Linked DNA regions of Mus musculus: all the other regions are linked to region 3. The links are chromatin contacts, called in public HiCAR-type, HiChIP or PLAC-seq and promoter capture Hi-C maps. All regions are on one chromosome and are shown on one strand. Each heading gives the region's core, a stretch centred on a gene start, on an enhancer-like site or on the middle of the called end of the contact. The rest is flanking DNA. Distances are from core to core; before and after follow the strand shown. Region 1 holds the start of Cyp2d22 (cytochrome P450, family 2, subfamily d, polypeptide 22). Region 2 holds the start of Prr5 (proline rich 5 (renal)). Region 3 holds the start of Tspo (translocator protein). Region 4 holds the start of Nup50 (nucleoporin 50). Region 5 holds the start of Naga (N-acetyl galactosaminidase, alpha). Region 6 holds the start of Polr3h (polymerase (RNA) III (DNA directed) polypeptide H). Region 7 holds the start of Srebf2 (sterol regulatory element binding factor 2).

What was found. Promoter capture Hi-C pulls out the DNA fragments that hold promoters and counts their contacts. HiCAR-type assays count read pairs that join an accessible place to other places. HiChIP or PLAC-seq counts read pairs in DNA pulled down with a chosen protein or histone mark.
Region 1: a contact with region 3 is called in a promoter capture Hi-C map of hippocampal neurons, with 4 times the contacts expected there. The contact joins the promoter of Cyp2d22 here to the promoter of Tspo in region 3. A contact is called at or near these places in 2 of 39 promoter capture datasets (hippocampal neurons and pre-B cells), 1 of 115 datasets of contacts at active chromatin or transcription factors (astrocytes) and 1 of 9 other capture datasets (adipose tissue).
Region 2: a promoter capture Hi-C map of hippocampal neurons shows a contact between it and region 3, with 4 times the contacts expected there. The contact joins the promoter of Prr5 here to the promoter of Tspo in region 3. A contact is called at or near these places in 2 of 39 promoter capture datasets (hippocampal neurons and liver) and 1 of 115 datasets of contacts at active chromatin or transcription factors (kidney).
Region 4: a contact with region 3 is called in an H3K27ac HiChIP or PLAC-seq map of bone marrow-derived dendritic cells, with 5 times the contacts expected there. The contact joins the promoter of Nup50 here to the promoter of Tspo in region 3. A contact is called at or near these places in 3 of 39 promoter capture datasets (3T3-L1-derived adipocytes, erythroid cells and liver), 1 of 484 Hi-C or Micro-C datasets (B cells), 3 of 115 datasets of contacts at active chromatin or transcription factors (bone marrow-derived dendritic cells, embryonic stem cells and pancreatic cancer cells) and 1 of 9 other capture datasets (liver).
Region 5: a contact with region 3 is called in an H3K27ac HiChIP or PLAC-seq map of double positive thymocytes, with 5 times the contacts expected there. The contact joins the promoter of Naga here to the promoter of Tspo in region 3. A contact is called at or near these places in 5 of 39 promoter capture datasets (the 3T3-L1 cell line, the HPC-7 cell line, HPC-7-derived erythroid cells and 2 more), 3 of 484 Hi-C or Micro-C datasets (LSK cells, myeloid progenitors and peritoneal macrophages), 8 of 115 datasets of contacts at active chromatin or transcription factors (T-cell acute lymphoblastic leukemia, cardiomyocytes, double positive thymocytes and 5 more) and 4 of 9 other capture datasets (adipose tissue, embryonic stem cells, liver and 1 more).
Region 6: a HiCAR-type map of astrocytes shows a contact between it and region 3, with 3 times the contacts expected there. The contact joins the promoter of Polr3h here to the promoter of Tspo in region 3.
Region 7: an H3K27ac HiChIP or PLAC-seq map of bone marrow-derived dendritic cells shows a contact between it and region 3, with 4 times the contacts expected there. The contact joins the promoter of Srebf2 here to the promoter of Tspo in region 3. A contact is called at or near these places in 7 of 39 promoter capture datasets (the 3T3-L1 cell line, the C10 cell line, erythroid cells and 4 more) and 4 of 115 datasets of contacts at active chromatin or transcription factors (astrocytes, bone marrow-derived dendritic cells, large pre-B cells and 1 more).

The regions. Positions count from the first base shown.
Region 1 is chr15:82,378,587-82,381,911 of GRCm38.p6, reverse strand. It overlaps Cyp2d22 (cytochrome P450, family 2, subfamily d, polypeptide 22), which reads left to right and starts at 1,652. Exons shown (of 10, transcript NM_019823.4): 1 at 1,652-1,834.
Region 2 is chr15:84,679,646-84,682,686 of GRCm38.p6, reverse strand. It overlaps Prr5 (proline rich 5 (renal)), which reads right to left and starts at 1,689. Exons shown (of 8, transcript NM_146061.4): 1 at 1,368-1,689. The coding sequence starts at 1,504.
Region 3 is chr15:83,561,883-83,564,907 of GRCm38.p6, reverse strand. It overlaps Tspo (translocator protein), which reads right to left and starts at 1,335. Exons shown (of 4, transcript NM_009775.4): 1 at 1,264-1,335.
Region 4 is chr15:84,921,833-84,924,839 of GRCm38.p6, reverse strand. It overlaps Nup50 (nucleoporin 50), which reads right to left and starts at 1,412. Exons shown (of 8, transcript NM_016714.2): 1 at 1,190-1,412.
Region 5 is chr15:82,337,573-82,340,832 of GRCm38.p6, reverse strand. It overlaps Naga (N-acetyl galactosaminidase, alpha), which reads left to right and starts at 2,007. Exons shown (of 10, transcript NM_008669.4): 1 at 2,007-2,081; 2 at 2,519-2,595. The coding sequence starts at 2,580. It also overlaps a transcript of Pheta2 not described here.
Region 6 is chr15:81,924,597-81,927,737 of GRCm38.p6, reverse strand. It overlaps Polr3h (polymerase (RNA) III (DNA directed) polypeptide H), which reads left to right and starts at 1,525. Exons shown (of 6, transcript NM_030229.4): 1 at 1,525-1,952. The coding sequence starts at 1,842.
Region 7 is chr15:82,145,405-82,148,653 of GRCm38.p6, reverse strand. Srebf2 (sterol regulatory element binding factor 2) reads right to left here and starts at 1,385. Exons shown (of 19, transcript NM_033218.1): 1 at 1,164-1,385. The coding sequence starts at 1,251.

The DNA of each region.
Region 1 (3,325 bases), core at 403-2,902, 1.2 Mb after region 3:
AGACAGATAAAAGAACTCACAAAGTATTGGTAAGAATATAAAGGAAAAAATAGGAAGCAAAAAGCAACATTTACAAAAATACGCTACAATCCCCTGTGGTGCCTGCTTCAGCTTCTGCCATGACTGTCCTATGATGGACTGTGACCTAGAAGTGTAAGCTGAAACCAATCCTTCCCCCCCCCCAAGTCACTGTTGATCCAAGTGTTCATGTCACAGCTATACATCGCCTCTTCTGTTTCCTTTTTATTTCTGCATTCCTTTCCTCTTCCCCTCCCCTCCCCTTGCCCTTCTTGTGTAAGTGGTATCTTAGTGTTCCTCTTTGACCCTCCTTTCATCTCTGTTTTATTATTTTTTTTTATTTGTTTTATTTTTTTTTATTTTATTTGATTCCCATTATTTACTTTGGGGATTAAATCAGCATCTTTTAAAACTTATTGTTAGGGTGTGTACATGGAGTTGGGGGAGATGCCATCTAGAGAGGTCAAAGGACAACATCTGGGATTCCGTTCTCATCTCCCTCCTTGTTAAGGCAGGGTCTCCCTTGCTGTTACTGCCACATTACATATCCCAGGATAGCTGACCAGTGAGCTGCCAGGCATAAAACAACACCTTAAACTTACAAAAACCTTATTTGAATAACAAGTTACCTTCTGTAGTATACAGACACAGGACATCTCGTCTAGTCTCTCACCCTTCCCCGCTATACTATCTTTGCCACAGATAGCATGTTTATATGTTTTGTACTCATGAAGACAGACTTGTAACTGGTGTTCTATGCATCGGTTTTCAGGCATACAGACAAAAAGAAAGGCCTTACAACCCGAAGCACGCTAGCACTTTTACCGCGTTGTTACTGCGCCCTGTGCTCATTTCTTCTATGGCTGTGAGTTAACTGGCTAGCATCACTTCGTTTCAGCATGGAGAACTCCCTCTACTGCGCCCTGTATGCTAAGTCCACTGACACCAATGACCTTCTACATTTATCTGGAAATGACCTGCTTACTACTTAATTCCCGAAGGACATTTCTTTATTCTTAACAAAGAACATGTGGATGATGTTCTTCAGGATGTGCGTGTGTTATCCTGTGTGTGGTCTTCCGGTCTCTGTGGTCACTGATGAAAAATTAACTCTTAATCTCAGCATGATCCCCGTGTGTGTAAAGGGTGAATGAATGACTGCTTTTTACATTCTCACTGCAGTTCCCTCTGTCTTCAGTGTCCACAAGAACCATCTGTCGCTCACTGTGGTCCCTAATCCCTCTGGGAGCACAAGCTAAGTCCCAGGGGGCTCTCTGGGTGCTGGGGGAGATAGCAAGGTTTTGACCTTGGACCTGTCAGGGCTGAAGCCTCCTACTCAGAGCCCCGCCTCCTCGTTGCAGTGCCTCCTCCCAGGAAGGCCCCCCCTCCTCCTCCTCCTCCTCCTCCTCCTCCTCCTCCTCCTCCTCCTCCTCCTCCTCCTCCTCCTCCTCCTCCTCAAATCGGTCTCACCTCCCGGGAGTGGATCCGCCTCCTCAGAGTGTCCCCCTCATGCTCAGAGTGGAAGCCTCCTCCCCAGAATGTATCATCCTCCTCAGAGTTGCTCCGCCTCCTTCCCCTCCTCCCCCGCCTCCTCTTCTCCCCCCCCCCCCAACCCCATTCCTCTCCCGCCTCCTCCTCTTCCTCCTCCCCGTCAGAACGTGCCCTCCTCTTCAGAGTTGCTGCTCCTCACAACTCCCCCTCCACCTCAGAGTGAATCCTCCTGAGTTGCCCTTTTTCCTCGAGCTCCTACTCCTCCTGTTCCTGCGAGGCTCCAGACACCTCTTGCCTCTCCTCGGCTGAGTTTCAGAACGCACCGGTAAAGGCAAGGGTTGCAGGGTTGCGGGTCTGCCCATTCGCTGTACAAGGGGTGCGAGGCGGGCCCCCACCCCAACCCCTGCGCTGGGGCTACCTTGGCACTGGAGCGTAGCAGTCCCTCCCCCTGGGCGGGGCTGGAGTGGGCAGAGGGGAACCTCCAAGGGCCTCCGAGTAAACTGTTTTCCATTGTCCCAAGCTGAGGCTAAGATGCTAGAACCTCCTAGAGTCTGATAGAGGGCAGGTTTTGAAGGGCTCATCCCCTAAGACACAGAGCCTGGGAACCCGCCTGTAGCCAGGCCGCAGGGCTGAGAATCTCTGTCCTATAGTAAGCAGAGTGGAGCCTGACCCTGGACCTTTGCATAACCTGCCCTTTGGCGTGCATTCTAGCCTTATCAGGGACAGGCGGTACCTAAGCAAACCAGACCTCTCTCCGAAGACCTCTCTTTTTGCCCTTTGGGGCTCAGCGAAGGTGGGGAAAAGAGGGTGGGGACGGTGAGTGGACCCTGGACCTCACAAACTCTGCTGCACCCCCTGGAACTGGGATGTTGTTGTCAGTGATTGGCTTAGAGGATCCACCCCCATTTAATTAGGAAAAAAAATCTACACTGAGCTGGGCACAAAATCCCAGCACATGGGAAGCAGGAGCAGGAGGATCTCTGTGAGTTTCTATGACAGTCTGGTCTACATGTCTACATAGTGAGTTCCAAAACAGCCAAAGCTACATAGTGAGACTCTGTCTCAAAACAGGAAGGAAGGAAGGAAGGAAGGAAGGAAGGAAGGAAGGAAGGAAGGATAGAAAAAAAGGGAGTGAAATTCCTTGTATGTTCAGTGTAGAAATTCCCTTTTTTTTTCTATCACCAACTAGAATGTACAGTTAATACCTTGTACTCTATCATGGCTGTCCCTACCCAGCAGCCCACCCAGTTCTTGTGGGTGTCAGGGCAGCAGCAGACACTGGAGTATTCTCTCTGTAAACAGCCAAGCATTCCTCGCACCAAGTGTCCTACAGTTCTTGCCTATGTTAACTAACAGACTATTCTAGAGATTTGCTTTCCTTCCCAGCTGTTGGTTTCGTGGGTTTAAACCAGATTCCATACCGTAGCTCAGGCTGGCCTTGAACTTGATGCAATCCTGCTGCTTACAAGTAAACTACCGTGTGTATTTAGCCCTGAAGTTTTGAAAGTGTTACTGCCCACCCACCCCCCAGCTCTGAGGGTGTGAAGGGTCGGAGGTTTTTCCTGCAGGGACTGTCTGAAGGAGCTAGAAAGAGTTGCCTTGGGGCTCCCAAGGAGAACAGCAGAGCAGCTGAACTAAAGGTTTTGGAGTAATTCTTAATGGAACACAATGTTTCAAGAGAAAGTGAATGGAATGTTTTCCAAGTGTTGACAGTGACTAAAGTGGGTCACCAGCTTCTGTGCTCTGTGTTAGGCTTTTATACTGCTATAGCTTGCCCGGTTTCAGACTGCCAGTTCCGTGTGTGATTTCTAAGCTC
Region 2 (3,041 bases), core at 440-2,939, 1.1 Mb before region 3:
AACAGGCTGGCCCAGGATTGGAGCACAGAACACAGCCAGAGCCTGACTCCCCAGGCAGGGGACGCCTCCGACCCTTGCAAGCCTCCCCCTCCCAGAGCTCTGGCAAAGAGTAAACCTTCTCACAGCCATGACTGGTGGCACGTGGCGCCATCAAAGCCCTCTGAGCCAGAGGCCCCCAGATGGGGTGAAAGGGTCCCCACAAAATTGCTTCTAGTAACTTCCGAGACACTACTCTCTGAATGTTCCTAGACTTGAGTTCTGAGTTACAGGGTAGACCTACTGTGTGCCAGAACTCATGCTCACAGCCTGATTACACATCTTCACATTTACTCCAACAACAGTCACTCACCCATATTATTAATAAAGAAACTGAGGACCAGAAGTGGAAAACCAACTGCCTAGGGCCACACAACAGAGGAGTGGAGTTGAAATCTGAGCCAAAAGTCAGCATGGCTCCACTAAACCCTGGCCAGAGACAAGGAAGGGGACGAAGAGAGTGGTTGAGCAGTTCTGGGGAAAAGGAGTCTTCCTTCTCTCACAGTTCTGCTCCCAGCCCAATGAGGAGACCGGTGTAGGCCCAGCAGAGAGGGAAACTAAGGTAGGTAGTCTCAGCTCTCAGGCAGGCTGCAGCTTAGTGGAGGAACTTAGGGTCCCTGCTGGCAGCCGGGTGCCCCCCCCCCCCGATTGCTCTCAGACTAGATGAACAGAAGACATGTGTCCAAGTGACAGCCGTGTCCCTAGTGGCAGACCACAGAGGGTGAAGAACCTGGCAGGATTTCTCTGCCAGGTGGAGGGGTGGAGTGGAGAGCCAGCATCCACAAACCTCCCTCAATCCGTGTTTTACTTTGGATGGAAATACTTTTTTTTTTTTTTAATTTTTCCTTAAGGGCCAAGAGGAGACCCACCGGGGAACTATGGCTAAAAGAACTATCTGTGACTGGTTGAGAACACAGCTGGGGGAGGGGCTTCCCACGCCCGGCTGGTCCTGGATGGGCCTCCGGAAGGGTCCGGTAAGGAATGTCTGGCAGCTGGCGCACCCCCGCGGACAGCTGGGAGGCCCGGGGTCCAACTCAGGGAAAGCCACCGCCCACCCCGCGCCGAGGGCCCGACACGCATACAGGAAGTGCAGCGGCGCCCCGCCGGGGGCCCGCGAGGTTCAAGTGCGCCCCTGCGAAGTGGGGGCTCAGAGGCCTCCTGCTCCCCGGCCGCCCACCCACCCACCCACCCCCGGGGAGCGATCGTGGGCTCTAGCCGCTGACACGTTGCACTCACTTCCCTCCCCGCGCACGGCCCGGCGGCGGGGCGAGCTGCGCGCAAAGTGGCGCGGTGCGGTCTCCGGCCACGCCGCTCCGGGCTGCGCGCCTTACCTGTTCCAGGTGGCGTTGGCGCAGGCCCGGCGCTGCTGCGTGCCCCGCTCGTCCGTACCCGCCGCGCCCGGCTCCCTCTTGCCCAGGTCACTGAGGCTGGGCGAACTCATGAACTTCAACCTGCGGAGAGTCCTCATGCTCACCCCGGCCCACACGCGCCCCCGCGTCCCCTACGACGATAGTCGGCGGCTAGCAGCAAGCCCGGCGACCCCGTGGGGTCCCGCCCGGGTCCTGCGCCCCCGCCCGGGGCAGCACTCCCAGCGCGGGGCCCTGTGAACCATGGCTCGCGGCGGCTCAGCGTGGAGCGCTCGGAGCGCAAAAGCAGGCCGGGGGCGGGGCCTCCAGCCTGGGCGGGGCCATAGTGGGCGTGGTCTCCTGTTGGGAGGGCGGGGCCGGCGTCTTGGAGCCCTCTGCGGCCAAAGGGCCAGCTCAAGGGGCTGGCTCCTTTGCTCTCAGCCACCTCCCTTCTTCCCTTCGGAAGCCACCACACAGGAGCCACAGAGCAGTTCAATCCCAACTGTCCACCCGGCACCCAACCAACCCTGTGGTCACACACACACCATGCACAGGGACTCATAGGCTCCCATTAACGTCTCTTGAACTCACTCCCTCTCCAGACACCCATCCCAGGAGGAAAGGCTGTGCCCACAGAGATCTATCCAGACCCCTTCACGTGGACACAGGCTCCGCCCACTGCGGATCAAAGCTTTCTGCCGGGTGCCTCAGCCATCAGCCCCACCCCACCTGAGTTTAGCATGACCAGGCTGTCCTAGAGCCTTTTCTCGGGGGAGGGGCCAGGGACTAGGGTCCTCTCAGGCCGGTACCTTGGATGATTGACTGGCCAGAGGGGTTGTTGCACCGAGAGTTGAAGGAATGGAGGACAGTGGCACCCCCTGAATCCCAGATCCCCTTGTATGGTAGAAGTCAGAGTGTCTCCTCAATCCTGGTGACTTAGGCACAAGGCAAAATGATCCTAGGACAGGACAGCCCTGGGGCATTGAGGCAAATTTGAATTCTACCTGCTGGGAATGTTGTGGGGGCACCCAGGGCAAAATAATCTCTCCCGGGTTCTGCCACCAGAACATGGCAGGCTGGACCAAGGCTCACGAACACACAGTGCCCCTGACACCCCAGCTCCTGACACACAGCCTCCTTCAAGCAAGATCTGGGAGTCCCACTCGTTTTGCCTGCCACTTCCAAGCACAGCCCCAGGTGACTTGCAGGAGAGTAGAGTCATGGTTCAACTCCCACCATCAGCATTTCCTAACCAGCCACTGTGTACTGGACACCCCCACATGCCTGTCTTAGGAGGCAAGGATCAAACAGACAACTCCTTGTTCGCAAGAACTCTCACAGAGCCGAAGGCCACTCAACCTATTGTGAAATGGCAGCCAGGGCAGGGAAGGGCTGGGCTGCTCCTACCTCCTTCATTCAGTCAATGGCCCCAGTGAGGACCTGACTTGGGGGTCAACAGCAGATGAATTTTCCAGTCTCCAAACAACAGGCACCAGCTTTCTGAACCAAGTCAAGGAACCCAGGTCTGGGAGGATGCGGCATTCAGGTGGGGGTGTAGAAACTGCTCACTCAGGTGTACAGTGGTGGTCAGCATGGCTGGGGGGAGGGGAGGGGAGGGGAGCGGAGGGGAGGGGAGGGCTGTCATTGCTCCATAGCACT
Region 3 (3,025 bases), core at 86-2,585:
TAAATAAATAAATCTTTAAAAAAAAAAGAAGGAAAGAAAGGAAAGAAAGAAAGAAAGAAAGAAAGAAACTGATGGGGAAACTGTAGAACATTCCAGGTTGGTATCTCTACATCCACAATGACACTCGGCCACTCTCGGTCACCTTCCCTTGGGATACAATGCCCTGGGCAAGGATCAGGTCCACAGGCTGTCTCTCTTCTCAGTGTCTGATGGACACAGGCCAACAGCATCGCCCTCTCCATACTTAGCACCATCACTCCATAGAGCTTCGGGCCCCACCTCTTAGTAGGACAGCCAGAAAGGATGCCTGAGCCCTCCTTCTCCTAGGCTGCTATCTGTGAAGCTAGGTCAGAGCCAATGGGCCTGGGGTACCTGTTGCCCTGGGGCTTCCCTAGAGACTATGACCCAGAAACAGAAGGGAGCCGGCCACGCCCTCTTCCGTCCACTGCGTGAAGCTCCTCCCATCCTTGAGCTTTCCTTCCAGCAAAGCCGTTTCTGTCCCGAGGAATTTTAGGACTTTTTGTTTTTAACGAACTTGCAAATCCTCCTTATACCTTTTGCCAGCTTTTCTCATTCTGAAAGTAATCATCGCGCCAGCAACAGGTCAGTTAGGACCGGCAGGAACTGGTCACCATGAGGTCTGGGGTGTGGGGAAATGGCGTGGCGGAGTGGCAACTTTATCAAACAAAACTGGCTTTCAAGGCGCCGCTTGCACAACCCCCTAACAAGGGGAACACAAACAGAAGCCGAAAACTCCGATCAGAGAAAAGCTTAAAAAGCAAGCCTGCTGTCTGTCGGCCTCACCCCTCAGGTACCTACCACTATCAAGAGTTTCTAGACGCTGGCGGGTCTCAGCCCTGAGACGGCCAGGCACACACACGCAGTACCCAAGTTCACAAATCACTACGCAGGAGAAGCGTCCACACCACACATGCAGGCTTTGATCTCAAAGCAGGCTTAGGCAGCTGCCGCTCAAATCCTGGCTCCTGGGCTTTGCATAGTCTCGGTTTCCCACGGATCCCAGAACTCCTCTGCAGGGGAAGCAGGATTCCCAGCAGCCAGAGGCTATCTCCTCTTCCCGCCCAGCTGCCTCCAGCTGCAGCAGCCAACTCCTGCCTCACCGAGGTAGGCACAGGACATTGGCCGCTGTCCCCAAAGGCCAAACACCCTCAGCCTCAGCAGCACATCCTCGGGAGGAGTCCCTCCCGCTTGGACCTGGCCTCAGTTTCCCTTTTGGCTCCCCGCCGTCAGGGTCTCACGTACCCACAGCCCCGCTCACGCAGTCGCTGGTTGTTCCGTGAAGGACACTGCGCACAGAGGTTGGTAGCCGCTGACCCCGCCTCGCCCCGCCCCGCCCTGCGCCGCACCCGGAGGCACCCTGCCTTCCCAGGCCCGCCCTCAACCAGGCACCCCTCTTTTTTTCTCTCCTCATCGTGGGCCTGGACACAGAGGGGAGAGATGCATCGCAGACAGGCAGACAACGAATGCCACAGAGGTGGCACATGTTTGTATTTCACACCGAGACAGGAGGATGACAGTGAGCTCGCAGTCAGTCTGAGCTGCGTATTATATTCCCCCCCCCCCCCCCACTGTGCCTGGCTGAATTCTACCTATCATCTTATCCGTATTTTGTGTTTTTTGTTTGTTTGTTTATTTGTTTGTTTGTTTTAATGAGGGACTTGGGATATAGTTCCATTGTGGAGTACTTTCTGTGCACGCAAAGGCCCCTGAGTTTCAATCCCCAGCACTGCCCAAAATAAAGGAAAACAAAACTAACCGCTTTCTGCCTCTTGTGTTAGTAAGGCCCTAGGCGCTATGCCTGGCCACACCCACTTGCTGGCAGCCCTCAACCTCTTCCTGTGAGTCAATTAGAGTAGGCTGGCTGGGCAAGGAGCCCCACCAATCTGCCTGTTTCAACCTCCTGGGCCCTGGGATTATAACTGTGTACTACTATACCCAGGGTTTTAACACAGGTTCTGGAAATGAAACTCAGATCCTGGTGTCTGCAAGGTAAAGGTGAGCATGCGACCCACTAAGGTATCGTCCCAGTCCCGGGCTTCCTGTTCTTAACCAGCAGCACAGCAGCCGAAGGCGGTCTGATTGAGACATCTCTCAGCACACCTCTGCAGCCTTGCCAATCCCTGCGGCAACGGCTCTACATGCCTTGTACGTGCCTACAGCTTTTCAGTCTCTCTGCGCCCCTCTGGCGTACCCTTGTCTGCCTCCTGGATAGGTTTCACGTCCTATTGTGTATTTGCAAAGGATTGACTGTCACCGGGAAGGGGGAGAGGGAGCTGGGGGAGGGGATCTATGGTGGAAATTTAGTCCCCGTTGTGAAGAATCAAGAGGTGAAACCAAGTGGGACCAGGTGGACCTTGAGGTGACTATGTCCCAAGGATTCACGGTGTGGCCCCTATCCATTCACGATTCATTCAGGAATAGATCCATCGGTTATCCTGAGTGTAGGTCTGGTATCAAAGCCAGCCAGTGCAGGTTCTCGGATAGGGCCCCTCTTGTCAGATGAAGCCCTACATCCCTTGGATTCTGTAGAGAGTCTCCACCAGCAAGGAGGCTCTTGTGAGATGCAGCTTCTGACCTTGAACTTTACAACCCTGAGGACGGTAACTTGTACTCTATATAAATGGCCCAGTATGTCATTCAGTGATAGAAACAGAAAACTAACTGAAGCATCTTCCCTCTCAGTGGCTCATTTTGTCTAGGTTGGCTAGTCCTCCTAGAGCTCTTGCCAGAGTCCCTCTGTCCTTCAGATCCTTGGAAGTGGGTTGTGGTCCAGCGGCCTCATGCTGTGTGTTATGACATCAGTATGCAACTGTATACATCTCTGGCGCACTCGACTGTTGTTGCTACTACCTTCTTGCTACAGCCTGTGGATGTAAATTTGGGCTGCAAAGATTTGAAATTTTACAAGCACAGCCTCCTATGTGAGTTTAAACTTAGTCCACTGAGCCAGCAATCAAAGGACCTGACCTTTTTATTTTTTGTTTTACACGTGTGGGTATCTTAC
Region 4 (3,007 bases), core at 163-2,662, 1.4 Mb before region 3:
TACAAGATGCTATTGCTAGCTTCCAGGACAAGCTGAGCGAGCCTGGGCAATCGGGTTTGGCGAATGATTATCTGTGGGACAGAGGGACTGCTATGAAAACTAAGATGGCATAGCTTAGAAGAGTGCCTCAAACAGAGGAAGTGTCCTGTCAAAATAGTAACAAAAATAACCCCTATTTTTACTCCAAAACTCAAAAGCTGTAGAGGGAAAAGTAACTACTACTATAGGCTAAACTTTTAAAACACATTTCACCAACCCGGGTGATGGTAGAGGGAGGCTGAAGCAGGATGACAGTTTGAGGCCAGTCTAAGCCATAGAACAAGTTCAAGGCCAACATAGGAGATACATACTTTTTTTTTTAAAGCACCAAATACCTACTTATTTCACATTCCATAGTTAAACACAACTCTGCAAATTATCTGGAACAAGGCCTGGCACTTGAGACTTATCTGCCAGCTATTATTGTTGTTATTAAAGCTTTTCTGTTTTATTTTTCTTTTAAAGCGGTGGGGACAGGATCCAGGGTCTCGTACGTACTAGATAAGCTTCTACCAATATGTTACCGGGGAAATTTAATCCCTGTAATAAATGACTTACAACAGCTGCCCGGAAGACTTTGCCAAATGTCTGCGTTTGTGGGTAAAATGGCTCCACGAAATGCTTTTAAGATATGAAGCTAGGAAGTTGCCGGGGGACGGGGTGTGTGTGTGTGTTGACAGGGGATGGTGATGGTGTGTGTGTGTGTGTGTGTGTGTGTGTGTGAATTATTCACGATCGGGCCGCTTCCTGCGGTGTGCGCACCCGCACAACTCTGCGGTCAAGAGATGACTTTCACAGGAAAACACCAGGAGCCGATCGAGGTCACTATAACGCCCCGGAAAAGCCCAAACCTCAAAAGTGGCCCTGGACGAACCCGGGTGACCAACGGCCTGGAAACTCGGTGAGGGCACCGGGGGACCGAACAGCCGGGGAGACGACATGTAAGGGGCGAAGGCCAGCCAGGGTTGGGCCAGGGCGGCCCTGCCACCGCCGCCTACCTCCGCTGGGGCCGAGGCCCGCGCTCAGCCGAGCCTTCCACTGCCAGGCGGCTCGCCCGGCAGGCCCGGCCCGGTCCGGCTTCACAAACAGCCCGCCGCGTCGCCAAGGCGGCCGCCGCCCCGCCCTCCTGGCCTGCCCGGCCCTCACCTACCTTGACTGCCGCCGCCGATCACGCTGGAGTCCCGGCGCCGCGGCGAGCAGGGCCGAGGCGGCGGTCGCGGCCGCTGGGAGATTCCGGTGCGTCGAGCGCCTCCGGGAACTTCGTGATCAGCAGAACTCGGGAGCCGTGTGTCTCTGAGTCCGACACTGAGGACAAGAAGAGACATCCGCTCAGCCCGAAGCTGCTACAGAACGGTGAAGAGAGCGCCCGGGGCCGCCATCTTGTAACTCGAATGGACGCCTCCGAACCAATCGGAGGGAAAAGAGAGGGGGAGGGGGAAGAGGCAAGCGACGCCCGCATCCAGCTACTGCGCATGCGCGTCGGAGCCTCCGCCGCCGGCCCCTTCTCCTGAGGGCCACTTGGGTCGCGCGGCGCATGCGCAAGCCCGCCCTAGAAACAGTCGCCGGGAGGACCATTGGAGCTCGCGCGTGCGCACAGGGAGCGCGGGCAGCGGGCCGGGAGCCAAAGCCACTGTCAAACGCGGGTTAAGCACGTTGGTCACGTGTCGGCCGCCGTCCCAGTTTGAGGAGGTTCGCGCGCCAATCGCTGCCGAGACACTAGCGGGAGGCGTTGTGGTCAGTGACTTTGGAGGCCTCCGATGGTGTGGTGGGTGGCTGAGGAGACTGGCCGTGGATCTGGGGGGAGCACGAGGCGGGTGCAACGTGATTCTCACGTGGACGGGCCTTGGGGAGGGTGGATCTCAGTCTGCGGAGACTTGGAAGCTTGTGGTAGCTCTTCCCGACATGGGGCTGGAGAGCCCTGCGGGACGGACTCTAAAGGTCACCTGCCCCAATTGCTGCTTTATGATAGATGTCCACAGATTTCCTCGTTGGGAGCTGTAAATTTGCCCCAAGCTGCAGGACCAGCTAGGGCCCACAGGAGATGAAGTCCCCGGAGGGATTCAGCTGCGGGACGAACCGTATGCGTCCTGGACCAGGACTCGTGTTTTGTGTGCTTTTAGCTGACTACAGCACTCTAAAGCGGTTCAGTTGTTTAAGAAGGGATTCCGGTTGGTCTAATTCTTCTGCTTGAGTTTTAACGAGAATGTGAACCAGAATGTCAGACCCATCCTTAACCATCCGGAAACGGGTCTCAGAGAAACTAGCATTTCTAGAGCAATAGTTCCAAACTTTTGAGAGAGGACAAAGGGGGTTCCAAGGGAGAAGTCAAGTCCCTTATTTTCAGGGTGTTTCATCCATCGATCTGCAAGAACTGCAAAAGGAGACTAGCTGGCACGGTGGTAGAGTACTTGGCTAGCACGAGGAAAGCCCTAAATTCAGTTCCCCCAGATCCAGCAGAGTGAAAGAGAAAAAGCCAGATCGCATTTAATGCACACATTTGTTCTTGATTCAACTGACTGCCAATGAAGTGTCTTCTGAAAATTTGTGTTAAATACATGCAAGGTATTTTTCTTGTCATTCTCTACACATTTCAGCTATGTCGTTAACGTCATATTTAGTGCTATAAGTACTCCAGAGATAATTTAAGTATCTGAAGTCAGTCAGGTCATGGGCATTTTCAACTAAAGTCACAGTTACTGGAAGGCTGAGGCAAGAGGATCAGCCCAGGCCAGCCAGAGTAACAAGAAGATCCTCATTAATACAGACCAGACCCACAATCACAGCTATTCAGACAGTTGAGGCAGGAGAATCAAAACTTTAAGGCCTATTCTGGGCCACAGATAAAATTCAAATCTATGTTGAGCGTGCCTGAGCAACTTAGACCCTCTCCCAAAAATAAATAAAAATACAAAACTGGCTGGTCATAGTGGTGCTCATTTTAATCCCAGTACTTGATTAAATCCCAGTA
Region 5 (3,260 bases), core at 758-3,257, 1.2 Mb after region 3:
ACAAATCATCAGATAGGGCGCTTCCTAAAGCGAGCTCCTACACATCCTGCAAAACCCTGCTAAGGTTCTCAACCAAGTCTTTGGCTTAGCCCCATCTCTGCCTCTAGATATTGGCCATTTCGGCTTCTATCACCCACCAACGCAGGTCTGCAGTCCACTTGTGGTCCTGAGGCTCTACCTGGAGTCTGTCCATAGGCTTGCAGGGAAGGCTGCGGGGAAAGCACTAATAAGATAGGAGACCAGGATTCCCGTAGTCGCCCTGAATGCAACTGTGTTCAAATGCCTGCCTGCCTGCCCACGGGCTTTGTGGATTCCCACCTCAACCCTTGCTTTGCAGTTCCTGAAGCCCAGCCGGCCCTCCCCTCTCACCCTACCCCCACTTAGAGCTCCTTGACATTTAGGTCTCAGCTGTCCGCTCTGAGGTCTCCTCCCTGACCTCACAATGTAAACAAGCATACCCTACATTTTGCTGGATGTTTTAAGGGGGGAGTGTGGTGGTTGGTGGCTGCAATGTTCACTAACTTTTCTTCAACTAGTAGTATCCACTAGAGTAAATGTGTTACAAGGTGAAGGTCGCGGGAGGGTGGGTAAGGGGAGAATACAGCATGAGTTTCCTGAGGAGGGAGGGGAGAGCTTGCCGTTTTTAAATAGAAGAATGGGCAGAGTAGACCTCACTTGGACATATAATTAAGGGAAATGAGGGTGTCGGCTATGCCCATATCTAGAAGTGCATTCTAAGCAGAAGGCACAGCTGGTTCAAAGGCTGTGTTTGAGGGGCCACAAGGAGGGCAATGAGGAAGATGACGGCAGGGAATAGGGTCAAAAGGTAGAGGGTGGGGTTTAGAAACACCATTTCCCCAAACTAAGAGAGTAGCCATCACACAGACTTCAGAGAGACAAGACCAGGGCTGGGTTGGGTTCGTTTTTTTAGGTTAAGTGTGTGCCCGATTATCTGCCTGTATGTGCACCATGTGAATGCCTGGTGGCCTCAGAGTTCAGAAGAGGGCATCAGATCCCCTGGCATGTGAGTCTGGAGACGGACCCTCGTGCTCTGCCAGAGCACTAAGTGCTCTTAACCACTGAGCCATCTTACCAGCCCACAGAGCTGAGTTTTCAGGTTTGCCTTGGCTGCCTTGGAGAAGTAAGGTGGACAAAGGAGGCCCTTGAGGGCTGTCTCCGAATCATCCAGGCAATATGTAATGAGGCCAGCGTTACTGGGTGGGATGAGAGGTGGAATTTAAAGGCAGGAATCAATTTTTGGACAATTGCATGTAAAGGCTGAGAGAAAAGATTGGCAGAGAAGTCGGTTTGCCATTACCTGATAGGAGGAAAATGGCACAGATTCGGAGAGGGGACAGCTATGATCATCATCGGTGTAAAGGCATCCAGAAATAGTGGTTGGCACCTAGCCTGTGTTTAACATATGAATAAGTAATGAATAAATACATTTGGGGAGTGGGTGGGCGAACAACCCCTTGGGTGTCAGGTGGAGGGGGCAGCCTCCTGACCTTTCGAGAGCTGAAACCCCACCCAGCCTCTTTCACTACCGTTTTCGAGTGGTTAAGAGCAAGGTTTCAGGTGGATTTCTGAGTTCGAGGCCAACCTCGTCTAGAGAATGAGTTCCAGGACACAGAGAAACCCTGTCTCGAAGAAACAAAACAAAATAAAACAAACAAACAAACAAACAAACAAACAAAAAAAGAGCAAGGTATCGCCCTCTGTAGGAATTCACTGCACAGCTACTTACTGAGCACGGGCAGTGCGGGCCACCACCCCCGCCCTCTGGGGCGGAGGACGGAGGACTCCAACCAGACCCGAGGCACAGCGGCGCGCGCACAGGGCGCCCAAGCCGACTTCCCACGGGAGCGCGCCTCGGGAACGCGCAGAACGCGAGCTTAGATGGGCGGAGCTTTTGGAGGCTGGGAGCTGGGGCATAGAGGGAGGGCACGGCGTTGCTAGGGGATTCTGATTGGTTGCTCAAGAAGGGTTGTCCCGTGACATTCCGCCTCCCGGGTCGCTATAGGTACAAGCGGCCGCCACGGGGGCTTTCACGGCTTACCGCGGACTGAGCGAGCGCGAGGGTAAGAATCAAGGGGGACCCTGGGCCTGCGATGTTTAAGAACCGAGAATCTGAACCCACACGGGGACCTGGAACCGGACATGGCCTATAGCCTTCCTTCTTCCTGGTATTCCTAGAACCAGTCACAACCGCTCTTGGGCAAAGTGTCCTAGACTATTTGTAGTTCTAAAAGAAGAGCTTAGATTCCGGGAAGTAAAGGGTAGGGAAGGAGTGTGTGAGGGTAGTGAAAGCGACTTGGGACCAAATGTGGAATCCGTAACTTTTATTTTCGGAGATAGGGTCTCTCTACCTAGTAGCCCTGGCTGGCCTGAAACTGGCTATGTGGACCAGGCTGGCCCAGAACTCAGAGATCCTCCTGCTTCTACCTCCTGAGTGCTGAGATTAAAGGTGGGTCCCACTATGCCCGGTGGGATACATAACATCTGTTATCTTCCACAGTTCAGCATATAAAGCTGCTAAGAGCAGATTCGAGTGGGTCCTGAGATTTGACTCCAAGGCAATGTTGCAGAAGACAGGTACCCTCACCTACTCAGGTGGCTTTGCAGGGGAGGACTGTGGCGAGGAAGCCCCAGCCCTCCTCTTTCTTGATGGGGGTATGTGGGGAGAAGTGTGCCTCTCCTTGGAGCTGGGCCAGGAAAATCAAGGAGATGCCCCACACCTCAGAATCGTTTCCCCTCCAAAGAGGCCACTTCCTTTTTCAGCCCTGCTCCAGTGTATAGGTCCTATCTTACCCGATCCTGGCGGGCTGTAGCAGCCCTGTCATGTGGGTGTGGTAATTTATATATAAGGAAGCTGAAAGCCAAGAGGAAGGGGCTTGTGTAGGTGAGCAGCTGGGTACAAGTCCACCCTGACCAACCCCTTTAGGCCCTTCTGAGGCTTTCTGAGGTGGAGAGCAAAAACTCCAAGGCCTCAGAAACCCAGAGTCCACAATGAACTGTCATTTCTGTGTAGGGAGGGAGGGAAGAGGGCATCTGGTCTCATGTATATCAAGGACATGACTTCAGGGGTCCGTTCCATTGATTCCCAGTCTGTAGCAACAGCTTTTTGAATACATTACTTTGCCCCATGTACCCCCCCCCCCAGACTGCACTCACAGGCTGAGGCAACTCTAACCCTACTGGCCTGTACCTGGGGAGGGCTGAAGGGCTGGAGGGGTTGAGGTGATGACTGGGGTTGGGGG
Region 6 (3,141 bases), core at 276-2,775, 1.6 Mb after region 3:
GGGGATCAGAGGTTCTCTTCTGATTCTCTCTCTCTCTCTCTCTCTCTCTCTCTCTCTCTCTCTCACACACACACACACACACACACACACACAGATGCAGGCAAAACACTTCATATACATAGAAATGTAAAACAAGTTACTTACTGATATTATGAAGATCATTGCTAATCAATTCTTACCTCTCCTGTCAATTCCCTGAAATACTTTGTTTCTAGAAAGGCACACTGTTGTCTTACATGTGTTATGAGACTGGGTTTCTCTGTGTAGCCCTGTCTGTCCTGCAGCTTGCTTTGTAGACCAGGCTGGCCTCAAATTCGAATTCAGAGAGATCCTCCTGCCTCTGCATTCTAATTGTTTGGATGAAAGGTGTGTGCCATCAACGCCCAGCCCAAAATGCCTTATTTTTTTTCTCCTCATTTTTTTTTTGGGTGGGGGAGGGAGTGTGTTCTGTATAGCCTTGACTATCTTGTACTCTCTTGGTAGACCAGGTTTGTCTTAACTCTCAGAAATTTGACAGTCTCTGCCCCTCCCAACTGCTGGGATTAAAAGTGTGCAGCAAGAAAATTTTTCTATTTTGTTTTTTTGAGACAGGATTATTCTGTTCAGTCCTGGTTGTCCAGAAACTTGCTCTGTAGACTGGGCTGGCCTCAAACTCTGAGATCCGTTTGCCTCTGCCTCCCAAGTGCTAGGATTAAAGACGTGTGTCACCATCATTGTTAGGCACCCCCCTTTTTCTTTTTAGAAAGAGTCTCAAACAAACAAAAAGTCTTTTGTACCTCAGGCTAGACTTGAATTCACTATGTAGCTGATCTGTGTTTTTTGTTTTTTGTTTCTTTTTGGTTTTTCGAGACAGAGTTTTTCTGTGTAGCCCTGGCTGTCCTGGAACTCACTCTGTAGACCAAGCTGGCCTCGAATTCAGAAATTCGCCTGCCTCTGCCTCCCAAATGCTGGGATTAAAGGCGTGCGCCAGCACTGCCCGGCCACAGGATCTCATTTGGTAACTCAGGCTGGTCTTGAACTTGCAGTGATTGTCCAGCCTCACCCTCTCTTGCGCTGGTATTACAAGCGTGAGTCTGTTTCAGCTGTTTAAGCTTTGTGTGCTGAGCTTTGGTGAGCATATCCATCAAATGCACCACTTAAAATGACATCATCCAGGAAGGCCCGGCGACCCTTTTCTGCCCACTCTCTTGGGTACTTTGTCTGGAGTAAAGACTATTTTGAACGTGTTAAATTTGTATTTTCAAAGGGTCTATCTGGCTGTTGTGCAAAAGAAAGACAATCAGGCTTGAAGTGCAGACTTGTCGCCTAGCAACCAGACTCTCTCAGGGGCCCGGGGTTGGCTTGCTTCAGGATGGGGCCCCGCCCTTTCGGCACTCTACCCCGCCCCTCTTCTCTCACTTGCGGGAGAGTGCTGGCGGCCCCGCCCACCTTCCGGCCCCGCCCCTCACGGGAGCCTCGCGAAGCTCTGCGACCCGCAGGGGCGGGCAGATGCTTCTTATTGGTCAGTTTTCCGGAAGCTGAGTTGATTTGGTTTGGCAAGCGCAGCGTTGCTGGACGCGCGTGGCTCCCGCGCGTGGTGCGGACGGAACGAGGCCAGGGTGGCATCCGGGGACGGGGAGCCGGCGCTCCTCCAAGGCTGGCGGGAGCGGGCCTCAGTTTCCTCCGGGAGACGAGCGTAGCTTCCAGAATTGGAGCCCAGGCCCTCCCGCGCAGCTCGGCTGCAGGTTTGGCTTGTCAGAGGCTGAGAAGGGACGGAGGAGGCTCGGGTCCCCCCCACCCCATCACAGCTCGCAGGCCCCCGTGCTTGGCAGCCTCTCCGGTCTCCAGAGCCCTAGCGCAGGATGTTCGTGCTGGTGGAGATGGTGGACACCGTGCGCATACCCCCGTGGCAGTTTGAGCGGAAACTCAACGATTCCATTGCTGAGGAGCTGAACAAGAAATTGGCCAACAAGGTACTGGGCCCTCGGGCTGCCCGGCAGTGTCCCTACCGGTCCCACTGCTAGTCTGGCTATCGCCTGGTTCACCCTTGGCCTTGCACACTTAACTTCATGTCGGGGTTTTTTTCCTTCGCATCCTTATAAACCAGACTTGGGTGACAACGTGTACACAAGGGAGTAAATGGGCCGGGCGAGGTAGTGCACACCCGTAATCCGAGCTTCTTGGCTATTGAGGCTTTTTGACGATCCTGTGTTCGAGGCCAGCGTGGGCAATATAGTTAGCCCTTGACTCAGACAAATTAAAAGCACCGAAGCTGCTGGCGGTAGCGCATGCCTTTAATCCCATAACTCAGGAGGCAGAAGCAGGCGGATTTCTGTGAATTCGAGGCCAGCCTGGTCTACAGAGGGAGTGCTAGAACAGCCAAGGCTACAACGGAGAAACCCTGCCTCAAAAGAAACAAAAAGCATCAGGATGCTGAACAGTGCTTGAATTTGCTTGACATTCGCGGAGTCACTGGTTCGGTTCTCAGGATTGCCAGAAAACAAAACGGAGAGAGCGTGTGTACAAAATGGGTTTGTAAAACAGAAACTGGAATATGCCTGTTTCCTCGTTCAATTACTGTGTTGTCTTGGCCAAGTCACCCTCTCTGGGCCTCGGTTTGTGTTATCTGTGTTGCCCACAGTGTGAGAGTAGAGGTGAGAGGATAAGCGTGCGGGTCTCTAGAATTGAACTCAGCTTTCAGCTTTAGAGGGAGGCAGCTGTACCGGCTGAGCCAGCTCAGTAGCCCCTTTCTTGTATTCATTTGGTTACTGTGTTTCCCTTTCTATGACTACAGGGGCCTTCTCGGACTTTCACTCTCTCCAATGGGAGACACAGGCTCTGCCCTTGTAGCCTAGTGAGAAGAAGTTGGCTTGAGAATGTCTTGTTGTAATGAGCTGGGGTAAATGCCATGAAGGACAGGCATTCACAGAGTGGGGAACAGGGGAGTGTCACCCGGGATGAAAGAGATGGGTGACTTCTGAGGAAACAGCCATTGCTCTGAGAGCTGATGGTGGGAAGACACCAAGTAATGCCTCGGACAGGCCTTTCTGTGAACTTTTCACTTTGGGACTGTGTCCAGGCTTTTGGGCCTGTCAAGCGGGTCACTACTGGAATGGATGTAGCAAAGTAGAGAGACTCTGTTTCGATGGTTGGAGTAGGTTG
Region 7 (3,249 bases), core at 136-2,635, 1.4 Mb after region 3:
TAAACAACTGTTGTCACTCCTTTCTCCACGAGAGAACCTTCTACCTGCTTCTTCGCCTGCGAAGCGAGGATGTGGCCATCACATCTGCCTGCAAGGTTCTAGATTCTAGGTGTAGTAACATTCCATAAACTGAGTCACTGCCTAGGAGTTCTGGACTCTCTAAAGTAAGTGACCTTAAACGACACCTCCGGCAAAACTGAGCGATACCCAATTCAGCGGGATTGAATAAATGAACTAACGCAAAGTATTTGGGACTGAGAACTTCAGAAGAGCCCTGACTACTGAGAATGACTTAATTACTAGCCTATTTTTCTTAAAGGTGGAGTGGAAAGAAACTAATAGTGGCTCAGAAACAGAAAGAACTGGGCTTTGTTAACCAGCATGATGACCGCGGGCAAGTCTGGGACCCTCTCCAAACCTTCCTTCCCGTGGCTGAAAAGTGAGAGAATTTTAAGAGAGGTTCCCTGGGCTCCTACCAGTTCTTCCACTTCGCTGTTAAGGCCGCCGAAACAAAGGCCACCAGCTCCCTAGTCTGTACCCGAGGGGCCACAACTCAAAATTCTTGCTGCTCAACTCCCTTTGCAGTGCGACAGCAGGAGCGCCCGGGTCTCCATCCAAGGCCGCCGCACTCTGCGGTCTCTGTCCACTCCATCAGTAACTTGCTTTTTGCAGCTGTTGCCCAAAGTTTTCCAGAGCGCCCGCAGACCCGGCTGTCAGTCAATCCCGAAAAGAGCGGGGGCGTGGGGGAGCCGAGCCCGGGAGCGCAGTCCGGGAAATCCCGAAGCCGCTCCAGTGGCCAGGCAGGGAGTGACAGGTGCGACGCGGGACGCCGGCGAAGACCGGACAAACCAGAGCGCGTGTGGGCGCGCGAGGGAGGCAGCCGCCTCGCTTTCTCCTCTGGCGGCACTCGCGACGCCCCCAGCCCCGCTTCGGGCCCCGCGGCGCCCACGACTCCTCAGCCACCGGGAGCCCTGCGTCACGACCCGGGCTCAGACTCTGGAGCCAGAAGAACTGGGAACCTCCCGGGCAGCCCGGCCCCCGCGGGTTCCTTCCCGCGCACGCCGGGGCGATCGCGGGGTGGGCGCACGCGCACCCGCGAGCGCCGCCGTAACCCCTTCCTCCCCGCGCGCCCCCCGCACTCCCACCCAGCCGCCGCCACTCACCGTCGATGTCCCCGAGAGTCAGCTCATCGCCCAGCTCCGTGAGGGTCTCCATGGTCTCCAGAACGCCCAGCTCGCTGCTCTCATCCATCGCCCAGCTTGGCGCAGAGTCCCCCGTGAGGTCCAGCTCAGGGAGACGCGGAGGCGGTACCGCCGCCACCGCCCATGACACCCGACAGCCCCCACCTGGTACCGCCTCACCGCCCCGTGCCAACCGCCGCCATGTTTGAGCTGCGCCCCGACTCCACGGAAGGGGCGGGGCAGAATTCCCCCGCCCCGGGCCGCGCCCACTGCAGCCCCGCCCCGAGCCTCCGCACCCCCAAGTTTGTTGTCAATGGGACCAGGCTTGCATTAGCCAATCGGCGCGCGAAGCGGCTCATGGGGTGATGGTGCGTCATCGATCAGCAGCTCAGATTTGCATAGCGGGACTCCGCCCCTCACGGCATCCAAGCGCCAGCGGAGAGTAGCCGCCGGGTCCTCGTCCCAGCCTTCTTCTGGCTTAAAGGAGCCGCTACTTTTCCGTTGGATCAGCTCCAGGAGCAACTTTGTCGAGAGCCCGGAAATAGAAGGGTTAACGCACCGCTGTCCGGCGCTACCTTCTACCACCGCCCCCTTTACTCTAGGAGCACATTACGTCATCTCCCCAGTTGCCTCTTCCCTCCCCCTAGCTCTGGGTAGAATCATAGTACCCTAACATTCTGGGATAGGCTATCCAGACCCTAAGTCACACTTATCCCATCCGAGACTTAACAGGGTCTTGAGATCACCTGAGTATTGTGAACATTTTACAACTGGCCCTCAATTTTGGGAAACCTCGATCATTCTAAGGCCTTCAGACAAGGTCATTTGTTCAATGGTCTCTCCAGGTGAGGCCCCACTCCTGCAGTCACCTCACTGCATCATCTTACAGGTAGTCGGTCACACTGCACACAAAGGTGCACGCTTCCAAGAACTTATCCGAAGAAACAAAAAGATTAGTGTTCCGAGGAATGCTATTAAGTACATGTATTCAAAGACATTCATCACAAAGTTCTCTAACGGGAAAACAGTAACACAGTAAGGCATCAGGTACATAAATTACCTCCAAACAGTAGAATATCAGGGCATCGTTAAAAAAAAGAAATGCTGGAATGGACATCTGAGAAAGGACCTAAGTGTATACTGAGAGGAAGAAGGTTTTCATGGCATACATAGGAAGAGCTTCTTGTGAGTCTGAGGCAGTTGTTCTTAGGGGGTCAGAGCTGAAGGCTCTGTGGGGAGACCTGCATATCCAATAAGCCACTTCCTGCTCCTGGGCTGGCTAAGCAACTGTTTGCTGATAAGCCTGGTTTGTCATCTTTAAAACAGCACAAGACCACAGTTGTCATTGTCACATTTATTTGATTTCCGTGGCAAGCAAACAGCTCTTAACTTCTGGGATGAAGTGTTCCAGCAGGCTCTGAGGGGGAAAGGGTCTCCAGTGAAGGTATTGCAGCTCTGAGAGGGAAAAAGATCCTGGCAATCAGGCGCCTGGGAATACCCACAAAGTCACATCACAACAAGTCTCACAGGAGAGATTTACTGGGAGAGGCGCCTCTGCTGGGGGACAAGAAATAGCAAAGAACTGAGCAAGAGACAGGGTTTCTAGGTGGGGTTGGGGAAGCTGTCCAGAGTGGCCTGAATTTTTTTTGTGTGTGTGAAACCTTGCCTCAAAAAAACAAAACAAAATCAAATCACTAAACAACAAAAACAAAACAAAACACACACACACACACACACAAGACAGACTAGCCAAGGAAAAGTAAAGATAAGATGAGACTAACAAGGGGCTGGATATCACGACTCTGGCCTGGGGCCAGCAAGATGGTTCAGTGCGGTGCTTTTGGCTAAGCCTGCTGACCTGAAATCAACCCCTGGGACTCACATAGGTGGAGAGACCTGATTCTCAGAAGTTCTCTGACCTTCATGTGTGTGCTTAGCAACTGGCCTGGGAAAGGACAAAAGGAGGCTCATTAGAAATGGTAAGGTGGGTGGGGGGAGGTGCTAGAGAGATGGCTCAGTTGGTTAAGCACTGACTGCTCTTCTAGAGGTCCTGAGTTCAATTCCCACC